Linked DNA regions of Anser cygnoides: region 2 is linked to region 1. Evidence: chromatin contacts called from public Hi-C data. All regions are on one chromosome and are shown on one strand. The core of a region is the stretch at or near the end of the contact, and the rest is flanking DNA. Distances in the headings are between cores, read along the strand shown. Region 1 overlaps ATE1 (arginyltransferase 1). Region 2 has its middle 48 kb from the start of WDR11.

Region 1 (7,195 bases), core at 2,351-4,850:
AACAATTACAGCTCTCCCGTTGATTGCTTTTGTTTTCTACCATAAATCAATAGATTATTAACTGTAAATGTCAACGCGGTCTTTGTTTCCTAAGAGGTCACTTTTCAAGGTAGTAATGAAGAACACACTGCTTGACTAAACAAGCTTTTGAATAACTAGCTACGGATGGATGTATCAATTTCTAAAGAGTCTATGGAAATAAAAGAAGCTCAGATGTGCAGAAGAAAAACTGGGGGCACTGGGAAAACAACATCAAAACACAACAAGAGGGAAGTGAATGGAAGATCACCTGTTAAAACTGAGAAAAATCTGCAAGCACAGCAATTGTATTCTTATTTGTACACGGGAAGTATGTTCTGACAACTGCGCTCCTTTTGGTAGGATGGGTTTCTGCTAGGAGAGCTGAGCCTTGTGAGGAACATCCACTTTTTAAAGAGTCGTTTTTCTACTGCAGTGTTCCCCCTTTTCCCATTACGGAAATATTTTTACAATACAAGGCAGTAAATAAAAAGTATGGATTTAATCTATTTAAAACAGTGCAACAGAAGATGCACAGCCTCCAGCTTCATCGCGCTGCACTGGAGTTCCTAGAACAGCCCTTCGGTTAAACAGGCCCACGGACACGGGAGGATTTAAATGGTCACCACCTGAAGAAGATACTGATTTGGGGTGAAAAGTGTCAGTGATGAGACCGGGGTGGTTCACGATGTCTTAAACTGGAGTTGTTGGTGTTAAACTGCAGGAGCTGAAGACTACACAGCACCTTAGCAAAGGCACGGCCTTATTGCAGAGGCTTTGCTGCCCGTTTCCTGGGGGAGCTACCTTTTATCCATGCAAATGCCCAGCTGAACACAGGTGCATTTCTCACCTCCAGCCTTAAACTGTTGCACAGTTTTGTCAGACTGCCGCCACGCTTATTTTAGCTGCGCAGGCATTGTCTGACATATCCCCTAATTACAACTCGGTAAGACTGTGCTAATTTACTCCTGGTTGAAATGTTCTGACAGCCTCCAAATGAAAAACCAGAAGCGACAGCAACACTGCTGTCGCACAGTGCCACGGACCGTCCCCATTTCCCATGAGAATAATAATGCCTCTCCGTAAAAGCATTTCTAGGAGACAAAGGGAACAGGCTATAGAAGTTACCAGAAAGTATACAAGCTCCCCAGGATGCTAAAAACAAACAAGGAAAGTATAAAACTATACAGTAACCAAAGGTGCTGATTGGAAAGGCCAGCAAGGGAGAAGTCCTTTACCTCCCACAGGCTGTGGCATGCCTTACGGTCCCCTGGGAAGAGGCACAGTGAGTGGGGCACAACATTTCCCAGAACCCCAGGTCCTCCTTCAACTTACAACACATCGATGGAGGAAAGCACCTCAACAGAAACCACACTTGTGGGTTATGAACGTCAGTGGGTTTCAGCTTGGTCAGCAACAGCTCAACTCCTGAATTTGCAGAAGGCTGCCCAGTTTTGGATCTCAGTGAGCTCATTGGTGGGGTGGCCAGTGAGTTGGCACTGCTAATTTTGCTGAGGTGCCTGAGCTTCAGCTATTTTCTGTTTCATATAGGCTGCCAAACACTGCGAGAGAGTAAATAACCAGCTCTGGTTTCTAAAACTTAGAAAATTTTATAAACGCAGTCCTCAGTTCTAACTCTACCCTTCGTTGTCCGTGTGACTGCACCAAAGGCAGCTGAGGAAGGAGTATTTGCATCTGGGATTTTGTGCACTTCAGAAATCTCAGGGATGAGGATAATCACAACTTGGGACACACGCAAGCAGCTGTCACAGCTCAGTCCTCCAAGTTTCTGGGCACCAGAATAATTTATTTGTATGAAGAATAATAAATAATTTAAAATTTGGAACTCTGTTTTTTCAACTGATGTGTCTTTGCTTTAAACTTGAGCAATAGAGACTAGTATCATATTCACAAAACAAATGGGTTACAATGCCCTTGGCAATAAAGAAAAGCATTGCAGTCTCTTGACCTCTGAGTTCGCTGTGTTAATAGAAACCTTATTTTGACAAGATTTTATTCCCTGTATAGGTGAGAAAGAAATTCTGACATGAAAGCAACTTAGGTTAAAAACAAAAGAGGCATAAGCAGAAGGACGAAAAATAATGAAAATTTGTTCTTGCTTTCACAATCAATGCCTCAGAAAACTTGCCAAAACCTCTACTGACAATGAAGAGATTTTTGAGTCTGTGGATTTTGAAGTAGGTGTGAACTAAGCAGTAATCCTTTTTTTTTTTTTCCTTTAAATAAAACTATGTTTGACTCAAAAAATCAGTTGGCTTTTGAAAAGAGGGCATTAGCAAGGACACTGTTAATAACTGAAGAAAAAACACTGATACTAATAACTGAAAATGCAACTGCTAAGCAAATTGTGGATGAGTGCAATACCCGTCTGTCTTGCACCAGAAAATGTGAGCACACTGTTCATTTTTGGGGATAGCACTTTTTTCCTGAGAGGCACTGACTTAGTTGATGCAATCCCACTGAGAAACAGAGCTGCTGTCAAAATGCATGCAACAAACAGTATATGAGACGTTATTAATGCTCTTACTGCACACAGCTTGATAGAGGTTAATCAATGAAACTCCAACATGGAAAGGAATAGCAAGGTATTTGGTCTAGAATAGTATCTGAAAACATTTCAAGAGATGTAACTGCCAGCTGGGCCTGCCTTACATGTTCCACGGATCTTAGTTTCAGCAATATATTCACAGTACAGCTCATCTGATAAACCCTATGTCACAAAATCTAGAATATTTGGTTTTAAAATAATGATTAAAAGCTATTTCACGAAGTCTGTACTTCATTCAAATTTCTCAGCCCCACCTGAATCTATTTCTCCAATGTGCCACAATTAGAGCAGAGTAGAAAATTAAGCTCAGAATGAGATGTTAATAATAAGAGACATGGAAAATTCAGACACTCAGACAACAAATACCATCAGTGCGTGATGAACTTCGCAAGCTGGAACGTGCCCCCTGGTGGCTGCACACTGAGATCCTTTAAGGAGAGAAAAATGATGTTTGCTGCTACTGTTCGGTTGGGTTCTTTACCATATTTAAGTGAAGTGTGGTAGATTAACAGGAAATATGGATTTGTGCTGAACAGAAAAATCAGCATAGTGACTACTGTTATTTCGAAAAAGCAACACTTACTTGCTTGTGTAAAACACTGGAGTAGTTACTCACCGATTACTGGAGGAGCTAGCAGTGGCGATACTTAAGACAGCTCCATACAGCATCTAGAAAGCATGCCTGTTGGACAGGCGGAGGGAACTGGCAGCGGCCAGTTCAGAAAAAGCAAAGGTTGACTTTGTGACAGTCTTCTAAAATGTCTAGAGCTGCTGCAGGGGAACTGAAGTGATTTTCTTCGCAGTCAGTAAGACAAAATGAACAAGTTTACGTGCAACCAGAAGTATGAAAATTACAGAGCAGGCGTTAACACCAGGCATTAAAAGCTTTCAGTGACGAGGCTACTAGTCCCAGCAAGAAGTCCCCCCAAGGAACCTAGGGAACTGCAAACCGTTCAATTGCCCTCGGTGGGGACACAGCACGTCCTCCTCCCCTGTCCCAGCCTGGAGCAAAGCAGAAGGGAAGAGCAACAGAATTTTTAAACATCCACTTTTCTGCTCCTACGTAAACATAGAGGGAGAATTTCAACAGAATTTGTGCAATTTCAGTCCTTAACTAGAGCTCTTCTGCTTTAAATGCAGTACACTGACCTTAGTATGTTTTATCTTACTATTCTACAATGCTCTATTGATTCTCCCTGGACAATGACAGGCAAATGTCACAGAGAAAGGGAAATGAAAGAAACATGACACACTTATTTTAAAGTCTGCAACAGACTAAATAATAAATAAATCCTGCTTTTTTTGCAGCACAAAGGTTGCAAACTGACTGTCCCTGTGGACTCTGCTCTCTTCTCACTACCTAATGGACTTTCTAACGCCAGCCTTTGTCCTGAGAGCCACCTCTCAGCAGGACTGCTGGCAGACACGCGTATTACGTGTCAGAAACAAAGAGGAAATAAGTGATGAGAAGCACAAAAATCTGATGGGAATAGTTATTTTAAGTAAATGCATAAACATCAAAACAGTGTAACATAACCACGAACAAATACAGCCAGCAAGCTTTTGAGCTATTAGCTCAATGCTACTTATTTATCTAGGAAGGTCACTAACTGCTAGTTTTCAGAGTTGATTGTTTCCTATTAATACTGATAGAATTAACATACGCTATACTTAGCTTTATATGTTAATTTCTTATATTTACCTTCCTGTATTTTAATACTGTTAGCAAACAAATCTCTAACAAGATGAGCTTTAAAAGCGTGCTATAAAATGCATGTAACAAATTAATTCCGAGTTTTTTTTATTCAGCAATCTGCTGACCACAGCTACCACCTGGTTTAGCTTAGTAACAGCGAGCGTTACCGCTGCACATCTGTGTCCTGTAAACAATGTATTTTGGCATACACAACATAGTTCACATTTCATTCATACTTCAGCAGTTGTGTTCATTAAATCTTGTGTTTAATAAGCGTGTGTATACTCGGGCACTGAGTCACCGTGGTTCTCAGCAGCCCCTATAGAAGGGGGAATTTCTTGCAATCATCCTGGCTGGTATCCTCCTTTGGTTAGCAGCTACTGCAGAAACGACGTGGGGTTATTTATACCATTTGTTTCCTGCAGTGCATTTCATTTCTCCAGTGAGACTAAAATCTGTCTCGTGCCTAAAGGCCAATCACACGGCTATTTACCTGCTAGCTCTCCTCTGACCAGCAGCCACCTTTTCTGTGCCACTGGGGCTCAGCACCGGCCGCTCCTCGGGGCCTTCTCTGCAGCACCTTCCTCAGCCGAGTCCCCAGCCTGGCGGAGGAGCAGGGCTGACCGCCCCGGCCTCCTGAGGACAGCCAGTCAGGGCTTGGAAAGCCTCCACTGCTTCAACTCACTTAAGAAAACAAATTATTTGGCAAGTGGAAATGTAATCTGGCCTTTTTGTATGCTCGGTAAGTGACATCATAAGCAAGAGGCTCTGAAGGTCCGGCTTTATAAAGACAGTGGGTAAGACATGTGGCTGTGACGCTTCTGGAAACCGATGATTTCCCTGAAATGTGGTGAAGATTTCTGTTCTAAGTCCTGCCTGCAGACTTTTCTCTTCCTGCAACGGGACTGGGACCGAATGAGTTAGAAGAAACATTAAAGCTTGGGAAGGCTTAGGAGGGAGTGGAGAGGGAAAGACCGATGGGGAGAGCCCATAATACGTGTCTGAAGGATTATTTGGGATGGGCAGAACGAGGAGAAATTCAGAAATACACAGCCAGAGCAGTGCGTCATCAGGCTGCAGCTTCAGAACTGGCAAACGCATTGACACAGCTTCAAAAAGAGTCGTGGGTGTAGGCACCCTGAACGAACAATGAAAAGTAATCGTTCCCAGGAATATAATTTGAGGGGCAGGCCCTTGTAGCACATCACGCACTGCATCACCGCATGGCTTGACCAAAATTTAAGCCATGGTGGCACTGAGCTTTGATGAAAGTCTAATTCGGGAATCCAGAATTAGCTGGAATTCCTCCTCAGCCAGAAGGAAAACAAATCAGCATTTGGTTACCTCTGGGGAGAGCAGCATGTAATCCAGACTTCTGTGTTGCTTGTTTGGCTGCATAGTTCAGGGGAAGTTTTTGTTTTGTTTTGTTTTTTTCAGCCCACTGGAAATGGTACAGCCTAATCAAAATAAGTAGTTCTACCTGCTCTGCATTTGTGAAAAGCCTACCACTTCATTTTATTCCATTCAGAGAAAAATGAGAGCTTCTGTTTCAATGCATGCAAGTGAAATCTTAAATACACTCTCTAGCTAGAACTAAAATAAAGATCTAAAATATGGTTATATGTTTTCAGGTGATACATATACCTTCCAGTCACTGCTGCTCTGACTTCTCCAATTTTGCTGTTCGCTGGACACTTGTCAACAACCGGATTAATCAATTCCTATGAAGTAAGACAGAATTCACACTCAAAGGTATTAATTCTTTATAATAATTCACAGAGACTAGAAATAATTTTATTTTCTGTACTTACAAATCAAACAGGCCTGCTGAAAAGCAATTACAAACTCAACATGCGAGTTCTTTTGCATTTACTTAAATTTGTTGATGCTGGAAATGCATAAGCTCCCTGTTTATTTCCAATTAAAACAAAACATGGTGTTGTTTTTTTTTTGTTTGTTTTTGTTTTTTTGGAACGGTCACAGCTCTGCATTTTCTTACCACTATTCTACGCTTATTTAGCAACAGATAATAGAACAAGGCAAATTTACTTTAGAGATTAACTCTCACAAACTAATTACACTAAAGCAAAAATATAAAATAGTTTATACTAAATTAAATATCTCTAACTTCAATAATTCTCAATGACATTTTATTAAATAAAATTAAAATAGTGGTGAATTTTCAGCTCCACTTAAGTCAATGGCAAAACTTAGAGAACTTCATCCTCAGGACTCTATGCCACTTCTGAAATAGGGATAGAATAATCAGTCCTGAAAAACACTGCATTAATTTCCTTCTAAAAGAATACCAAAGAAGCAAATTAGATCTCAGCACACCAGATCAGATGAGCTCAATTTTTTAATTCATCTCAATTTTGACTCGGTTTTTTAAATTTGAGTTCAGTAGGGATCAAAAGCCCACCCTGTTGCAGCAGTGCAGTTTCAGTGGAGGTCAGGAAGTGACAGCACCGGTTCAGAATTCACAGGAAATGGTCATTTACCTTTTGTCCTCACACCAACAGCTTCAAGCTGTACTCCACTTCTGGTTTTACACCTATCTCGCTTTTCTTTAGCTGTAGTTCTTAAAAGCTCCACAAGAGAAAAACATTATCAGAAAAAAAAAGTCTATTACACATGTAGAAGGCAAATCAGTAAAAAATACTGGGCACAAAGGACAGGGCTCTTCCGAACCCTGGGTGTTAACACAAGTCTGCTCGCTTGTAATTGAACAGGAACTTTATCTAGTAGGCTCAACAGGAGCACAGCAAGGCCATTTGATTTTCTTTAGGATATTCAAAGTCATACTGGAATAATTTTGTGCCTTTTACCTGATCTTATATCACATAAAAAGGTTTTCTCGTTTGTTTTGTTTTTAAGTTGTATGGGCATCAGCACATTTCAACACATTGTAG
Region 2 (7,195 bases), core at 2,866-5,365, 360 kb before region 1:
AAAGTTTTCCTTGGAGCATGGTGTGCCTCACAATACAGGCAGTGTATGTAAATGAATCACATTGATTAACAGTGTCTAAAATTGCCTAACTCGGATCAACTTCTAAGGTCCTTTTCAAAAAATTAGATTATGTATATCATATATATATATCTGCACATGTGCATATATAAATTTGATTCACTAGGAAGAATCTATGGAAAATGAAAAAAATATTGCACTGCATAATTTGTTTTCAATAAAATTTAAATCAGTCTGCCAATTTATAGACCTTGCAGCCAGATAGCGGCTTATATTGTATATCAAAGAAACCTAATGCAGAATGATGATGTGTTCAGTGTCTGAGTAAATATTCCTGAGAGGTTCTGTTTTGTAACTGTTGATACTAGAGACAGAAAGCAAGGACGACTGCAGATTCTTTAACAGGAAAAGTGTTTGGTTCGGGTGATCACTGCCTTCTCAAAATTGTATTCTAAAAGCTCAACTGAATATGTAATTGCTGGTGGGTGATAAAATAACACTTTGGCAAAGAGTATTGTTGTTGTTTTTTTTTAAATTACTTTCTCTGAAGAAGTCTGCACAATTTTGATATTAATGTAAGCCCAGTAAGATAATTCACTACAGAGTTACAGAGTTCAGGGAAAAAAATAAATAAAAAAAATTGTACCAATAGATCTGAACAGTGACATAAAATTCTCTGGTCATGTTGATCCTGTTGCAATATAGTATCTTTGAATTGTGACTTCCTGACACTTAAGTTGTTCAGTTTCTACTTAAGCACTGAAGATGAGTCACAGCCATGCTATTTTCTAACTACCTCAGCTGCTTTTGCTAGAAGGCAGCAATTTTAAGCAGAATTAAAACAGAAACAGCTGAGTTTGGAAAGTGTTGGCACACAGTGCAGTTTCCTGAACAAGGCATGTCGACTGCTTCATTGGTCTACTGTATGAGGACTGGTGAAAACCGGTACCTACAATTCCTGTAGCAAGTCAGGAAAATCAGAGAGGAGAAAAATAATTAAGCTTGCATTGGTTGTGCTTAGGTCTTATCCTGCAAAAAATTTCACATGGAGCTGCATTTGAAAGTGAGAGAATATCACAGCAGCAATTCACCGGGATGAGATGATGCTGTGGAAAGGAGAATCTCTTCCTCCTTGTTCAGCGTAGACAGGTGGTGACAGGTGGCAAAGCTCAGCGTAAACTTGTAAGAAGAGGAAAAACTAAGAAATTGGGAAGGAAGGAGAACTTAATTCTTGAATTTGTATTTCTTTGAAAGTCCTTTTTCTTAGTGTCTGGGGAAAAGAATGCTTTAAAAGGCTCCAGCAAAAATGAAGAAATGGGAGAATAGCAAAATAAAATCAGTGAATAGACCCTGCTCATGCATATGCTCAAGGTATAAAACTGCTTTAAAGTCAGAGGTTTAATACAGGATTAATCATAAGGAGATTCAGTGGAACTGTGTTCTTGCCTCTCCAGGGTTGTAGTACTAAAAAATCGACTTAAATAGCCAGTCAGCATGTGTTCATTTCCCCAAAAGAAACAGTGGTGGAAGAACAGGAAAAGTATGTTTATTCAGAGAAGAGACTCAACATATTCAACTAACATATTTAAAATGCCATTATAGAAGGTAAGTGGTGCCCCCCTTTGCCTACCAGAGGAAGGGAAATTGAAGTTTGATTGCAGAGCAGCAGATGCTATGGTTGACACCAGTGTTGTCTGTTAGATGTTCCAAACTTAGAAGGTGGTCAAGGCAAAAACATGCTTCAGAGTGACTTCATGGGCCATATTTAATGATTTTTCATTCCGAGGTTTGAATCCATAGGTTGAAAATGCTTTTTTTTCCATTTCATTGTTACCACTGCTGTATTTGGCAAATAATGACTTGCTGCAGTTCCCACTGACAAACTCCATCTCAGTGACAGCTTTCCAGAGGGTTATTCAGTGTGATAGTAGTACATATTGTTCAAACGAGATGCCGGCAAGTGCTTTAAAAAGGCAATGTTTGGTCATTGCTTTCCACCCTACAGTAGCAGGATCTAATGGAGTTACATTAGACTAGTCTGATTCCTGTGTCACTTGCTGTAACTTATAAAAAGCTGCAGGCAGCTCGGTTCAATTGAAAAAAAAAAAAAAAAAGTTATCTCATAGTTATGGCCCTGCTGAGTCAATCTCTCGTTGCTGTGAGGCCTGCTTTTTGAATCCGATCGTAGACACATGTTTAATGGTGTATTTCGTTGATCCTTTGAAAATGTTTTCCAGCATTGTTTCTTAATCAAATTTTACAGTAGGCTGTAATAAGCAGTCACAGGTCTTTACCCAAAAAATGTGCAGGATGTCTGTCTTTATGCTTACTTGATATTATAAAACAGGTTTATATTATTATCATAGGTAATAATTGCTGTCAAGTACCTGTGTTTTTACCTTCTCTAAGTTTCTACATCTTCCACTTTTTAGACACATTTTATTGTTTTTGGTTTATGTCTCTAATAATTAAGAAATTAATCTGATGTTTTATGTTAAACTACTTGCAGGACTAGTATCTACTCTTTACATCCAAGCTAAGCCAGAAAGTTTTGTTAAGGATTTCCATACAGTGTATTTTCTGCAGGCTTTATATCCCTTGTCTGGATTTTCCGTGTAATTCCTTTCTGTGTCATCAGCATTGCCTTGCTTTATGGAAAACTAGCTGGATTGCTAATATAGGTATCATCCTCTAAGACCACGGCTTCAATCCCCTCACTGTGCTCAGATAGTCCTTAGTCACCTGTCAAAAAGTTGGTCTTATGGTCTAGTTTCAGTTCTCAACAGAGCTCCAACTCATCAACTCATTTGATTTGATTTTGGTGTTTTCTGATTTTTTTTTTTTTTTTTTTTCCCTCTCCAGAGAGACGGGGTTTTTCTAATTAACGAGGTCAGTGACACTTCTCTTGCTGCCTGTCTGTCACTCTGCTCTCTGGTTTGGGGCCGAAGGCAGATGGTGCTGAGCCACAGGCTGTGCTGCCAGCACGCAGCTTTTGTCCGGCGGGGGCTGGCCTGTGTGGCTCGGCACAGCCTGGTTGGAAAGGTTTCAACCCAAAGCCAGAACCACGTGCTGAGGAATGGTTTCTCTGTGTATCCACACCTACACCGAGCCAGGAACACCCTGCCATTACTCTGCAGTTTCCACTGAACTGGCTGAGATAAGTCAGGTCTCTTGAATGTAGATAGCATAAACTAGTCTTTTCCCTTGACTGATGGGAGAATTGCCCCAAACTATTGCCTTTTCCATTCTGCTCTTAATTCTACAAATAACCTGACATATCTTGGATGACTTTGTCTATATCTAATGTCCTGCTTTAATAAAGGAATTTGTGGTGCCCATCCTCTCAGCTAGGAGCTGTGAGCACAGGGCTAAGCGAGACCCTGGTGACCTGGATGAGTTTTTGGGTGCTCTCTTGCATGTGTGCTCCTCTCTGCATCCTCCTGCTTGCTTTGTGCTGCTGCTTGTGTCATGAGAGAAGCTGAGCTGGCTGGATAACAATGTTTTCTGTTCGTTTGTTTGCTCAAAGTGTTTTCTGTTTTGTTTGGCTTTTAAAGTAATGTTTTGCCGTGTCAGTCCCCTGATCTGGTTAACCATTCACTTACAAGGGGCCAAGGCACAGAGATGGCAATACAGACCTGAGGGTTTGGAGTTAGGGTAGCCTGGCTTTGGGTTGCATTGAAATTGAAAGCTCTGGGGAGAGAAAAATACATGAAGGGTTTATTTTTTATTTTGAATTACAAAATTTGACTTAGAACATCTGTATTTGGAGACACCAACAAAATCCTTTCCATTGCAGGTACATACATCAGATGGTCAGGATGTGTCCCATCAGTAGTTAGAAATCAGTAGAAGGTAAGAAGTTGAAAGCATCTGAGTCTTTTTTGCCTTACTGCATTCTTATTTCAGTAATTTCTTGCATCTGCAATTTTAACTGGTATCTACAGTAACTGAAGTATTGTATCTGGACTTCCAATTGCTTGCACAATGTTAATCCCTATTGCACACAGGATTAATTTCATTCTGAGTTCTTTTATTTTTTTTTATTCCTGACACTCCAAAAGTGAAGTTTTTGTTCCACAGTCTCTAGGGACTGTTTTGCAAAATACCAGCCTTGTTTTATATTTTTGTTGTTGTTGTTTTCCCACGTTACACAACAGAATAGGAGCTGCATCAAAATACTCTACAAAACAGCTCATTTGTCCTATGTTTGGTAAGAGAAAGCAGACATAACATTTTTTACAAACTGGAACAAAATGGAGTATTTTATTTCTCCCTTCCCTTCAGAAAAAATATTTCTTAAATACTTATCAAGCCAGAGAGACTTTTCTTTATGACTGTTTCTTCCAGCTCTATTCTGTGGTTTACCTCAGCATCTGCTTTCTTTTTCCACTCTCCAAAGTTATGCCTGTTTTTGATTAAAAACAAGCTGAAAGTCAGATTAATGCATTGCAAGAAAAAGCAGCCTTGCTAATATCAAAAGAGACCAGGAAGGTAATTTGTCAGTGATCGTCCAGTCCTGGATGTGGTGTTTTCTGGTAGCAGCCTTTTCTCCCAGTAGGACTAGGCTAATATATAGGTTTTGTATTATTATTTTACGCCACAACCATCTCATCAAAAAGCCAAGACACATTCTTTGAACCCAACTGAAATAATTTGTTTATCCTTTCTGACTGCTTTGCAGGCAAATTCCCCACCACAAAATGACTTGCAAATGTATTCTTCTCTTTCCCACTCCACCACATTATCATTTTTTTTATGAACTTTTAAAAATGTTTGTATTTCTCTGAAGTCCCAGTGCTTTGTGATAAACTCTTGCGTGTCTTCAGCTTTCAAACCCAGGAGGCAGTGTGAATAGACAAAATAGATACATTTATGCACTTTTAAGTTTTATATTGTCTTGCTGGACGTCTCATCGCAGACCCTTCCAATATAGGTTGGTATCTGGATAGGATCCCTTGATAGGATCCCTTTCTCCTTTCACCTTGTTTTCCCTAATCCTCATACTCCTCCCCAGCCCTCGGGCCATAAGCAAGTCACCACTGAAAGCCACAAAACGTGGTATTTCATTAAAATCCTCCCAGGAGAGTTTCCAAAATCCTCCCAGTTTCCAGCTCATGCAGGAGAGGGCAGCAGAGCTCAGGGAATGGAGCAGCTGGGGTGGGGACAGTCACCTGCCCGGTGAAATGATGGTGACCCAAGGGTTGTTTTGTACCTTCCCACTAGGAAGCATTCACAAGCGTTCAGTCCTTAAGCGGGGCAGCTCCAAGGAAATAGCCGAGCAGGAGCAATCAGGTTTTGGTGCAATGTATAACCGGCTGCTTGGACAGGGAAGAATATCGAGGGTGTCCAGTTTTGTTATAAGGCACCAAGGTGTGAGAGCTGGACTTGTTTCTAAGCATGAGGCCACCCCTCCCTTGAAATTGGCTTTGGTCTGATGTGTAAGAAATGCTTGAAAATGCATTACAAGTACGATTTTAAACATTACCTTGCATCTAATGCAGACGGGGTAGGGCTTGTTTTAAAATTTGTTGTCGTAGTCAAGTCTAGTTCAGTCTATTTCTGTGTCAAAGGACTGTCTCTTAATTATTCATTATTTACAATAAAGGGGAGATTTTGCTTTCTAGAAAATACCGAGAGCAGATCTGATGCACACAAATTACAGCAAGTGTATCCAGTGCTCAGGTGATGAAAGTAATCTCTTTTTGCATTTATCTGGAGGATCAGAGGATGCTTATGCCAGTAACCCACGGTAAATTGTTGGCAGCGCTCCTGCGAGGCAGCTCAGATCACAGTAGCTTATTTTATGTGTGTAGGAAGAAGAAGAAAAGAGCATAGAAAATTTACAACAGGAAAAGTTCTCTCTGACAGTTTTAAAATTTATATACCTCAACAAGAGCAGTTTTAATTCAGTAGGAAACCATCCCTGAATTGTCAGCTGGCGAGTTAACACATACAGATTGCTTCTTTTGGTAGAAGCACCTAATGTTTATTGCTAGTGATGAGAGGCCGTAGTGGTTCTGACTCGTCAGACCCAGCTCAACAAAAGACACGGTTTTCTTTGCAAAGAAGTCCCAACGGAGCTTTCAGTGGATGGTTTTTATGGGGAGGCTTGTTCTTAATGCAAAGCATCTCATTTGCTAATTCTTCAGCTAACATAGAAAAAAGTGATGGGAAAGCCAGGGCAGTGAGGAGCCTGATGTTGAGAGTACTCTTGCCTTTACCTTGCCAGCATCTCCAAGGAGCTTGGGTCATCCTCCAGCTTCAGCGATCTTTCATTTCCTTGTCCTTTTCACATTGCAGGATCATGAGTTTGTACCTTGCATGTCGCTCACACAGCTTGTCAGAAAAAAGCATAACTCACCAGAGGAAAAAACAGAAGAAACACTCTGTGGAATGTCTTTACACAAGAAGGGTTTGTGAAAAACATGAAGATAAGTATTAGCTAATGCTTTCTTTGAATACAGATGATTTATCTTATTGAAGCAATTCTGCTTTAAGGCACAGAGCTGCTAATGCTCACACCCTGAATTCAGGGATTGAAGAAACAATTAAATAAAAGCAGCCCATGGTCCTTATTGTATTGGCCCCATCCCAACAATTAATTCACCCTGGGATCCTGCTTGGTGTCTGCCTGAGGACCACAGGATGGCAGTGTGCGAGAGCATCACTTGGGCGACAGCTGCCCTCCGCTTCTATTGCTGGAGCTTTGTGTGGTGTGGAGAGGAGAGGAGAGGGGAGAGGGGAGAGGAGAGGAGAGGAGAGGTACCCCCTTGCCCCTCGGCTTGGAAGGCTGTTTTGCCTCAGCTCTTTGCAGCAGTGCTCATTTTTCACTTGTTTGCCCACAACTTTGAAGAGGCACGAGATGCTCTGGGCAGTAAGCGGTGCTGATTCTTGTCTGAAGCCAGCTCAGACTGGTGGCAGTTGCACCCCAGCAGAAGAATAAATTGCTTGTACAAATAAAGATGATGTAAACACGGGTGATGTCAGGAGAGCTCCAGCCCAAAAAATCTCCTGGGTTCCCTGATACAGTCTTTTCTTAGCTCTCCTCTTACAAGGGCTAAGAAATGACTTTCCTTCTCCTAGCCTTAGCTGTGATCCCAGCAGCCATGCTGGGGCACAGGGCTGGGCTACGTCAGCTCCCCTGATTTGTGCTTATGGGCCTGCATATTTTGGGGGT

What was found. Hi-C and Micro-C count contacts between places; a contact is called where the count stands out from the background.
Region 2: a contact with region 1 is called in a Hi-C map of liver, with 5 times the contacts expected there. The contact joins two enhancer-like sites. A contact is called at or near these places in 3 of 7 Hi-C or Micro-C datasets (granulosa cells and liver).

What each region holds. Positions count from the first base shown.
Region 1 is chr7:5,256,841-5,264,035 of Taihu_goose_T2T_genome, reverse strand. It overlaps ATE1 (arginyltransferase 1), which reads right to left. Exons shown (of 12, transcript XM_067000483.1): 12 at 6,030-7,195. Among named protein-coding and RNA genes, the nearest start is that of FGFR2, 49 kb to the left of the region's middle. Within about 2 kb of position 3,600, at least 1 of the 3 cell types and tissues checked has open chromatin away from gene starts, as enhancers often do. A contact at or near this core is called in liver, where this site is marked.
Region 2 is chr7:5,615,946-5,623,140 of Taihu_goose_T2T_genome, reverse strand. No RefSeq gene overlaps it. Among named protein-coding and RNA genes, the nearest start is that of WDR11, 48 kb to the left of the region's middle. Within about 2 kb of position 4,115, at least 2 of the 3 cell types and tissues checked have open chromatin away from gene starts, as enhancers often do. A contact at or near this core is called in liver, where this site is marked.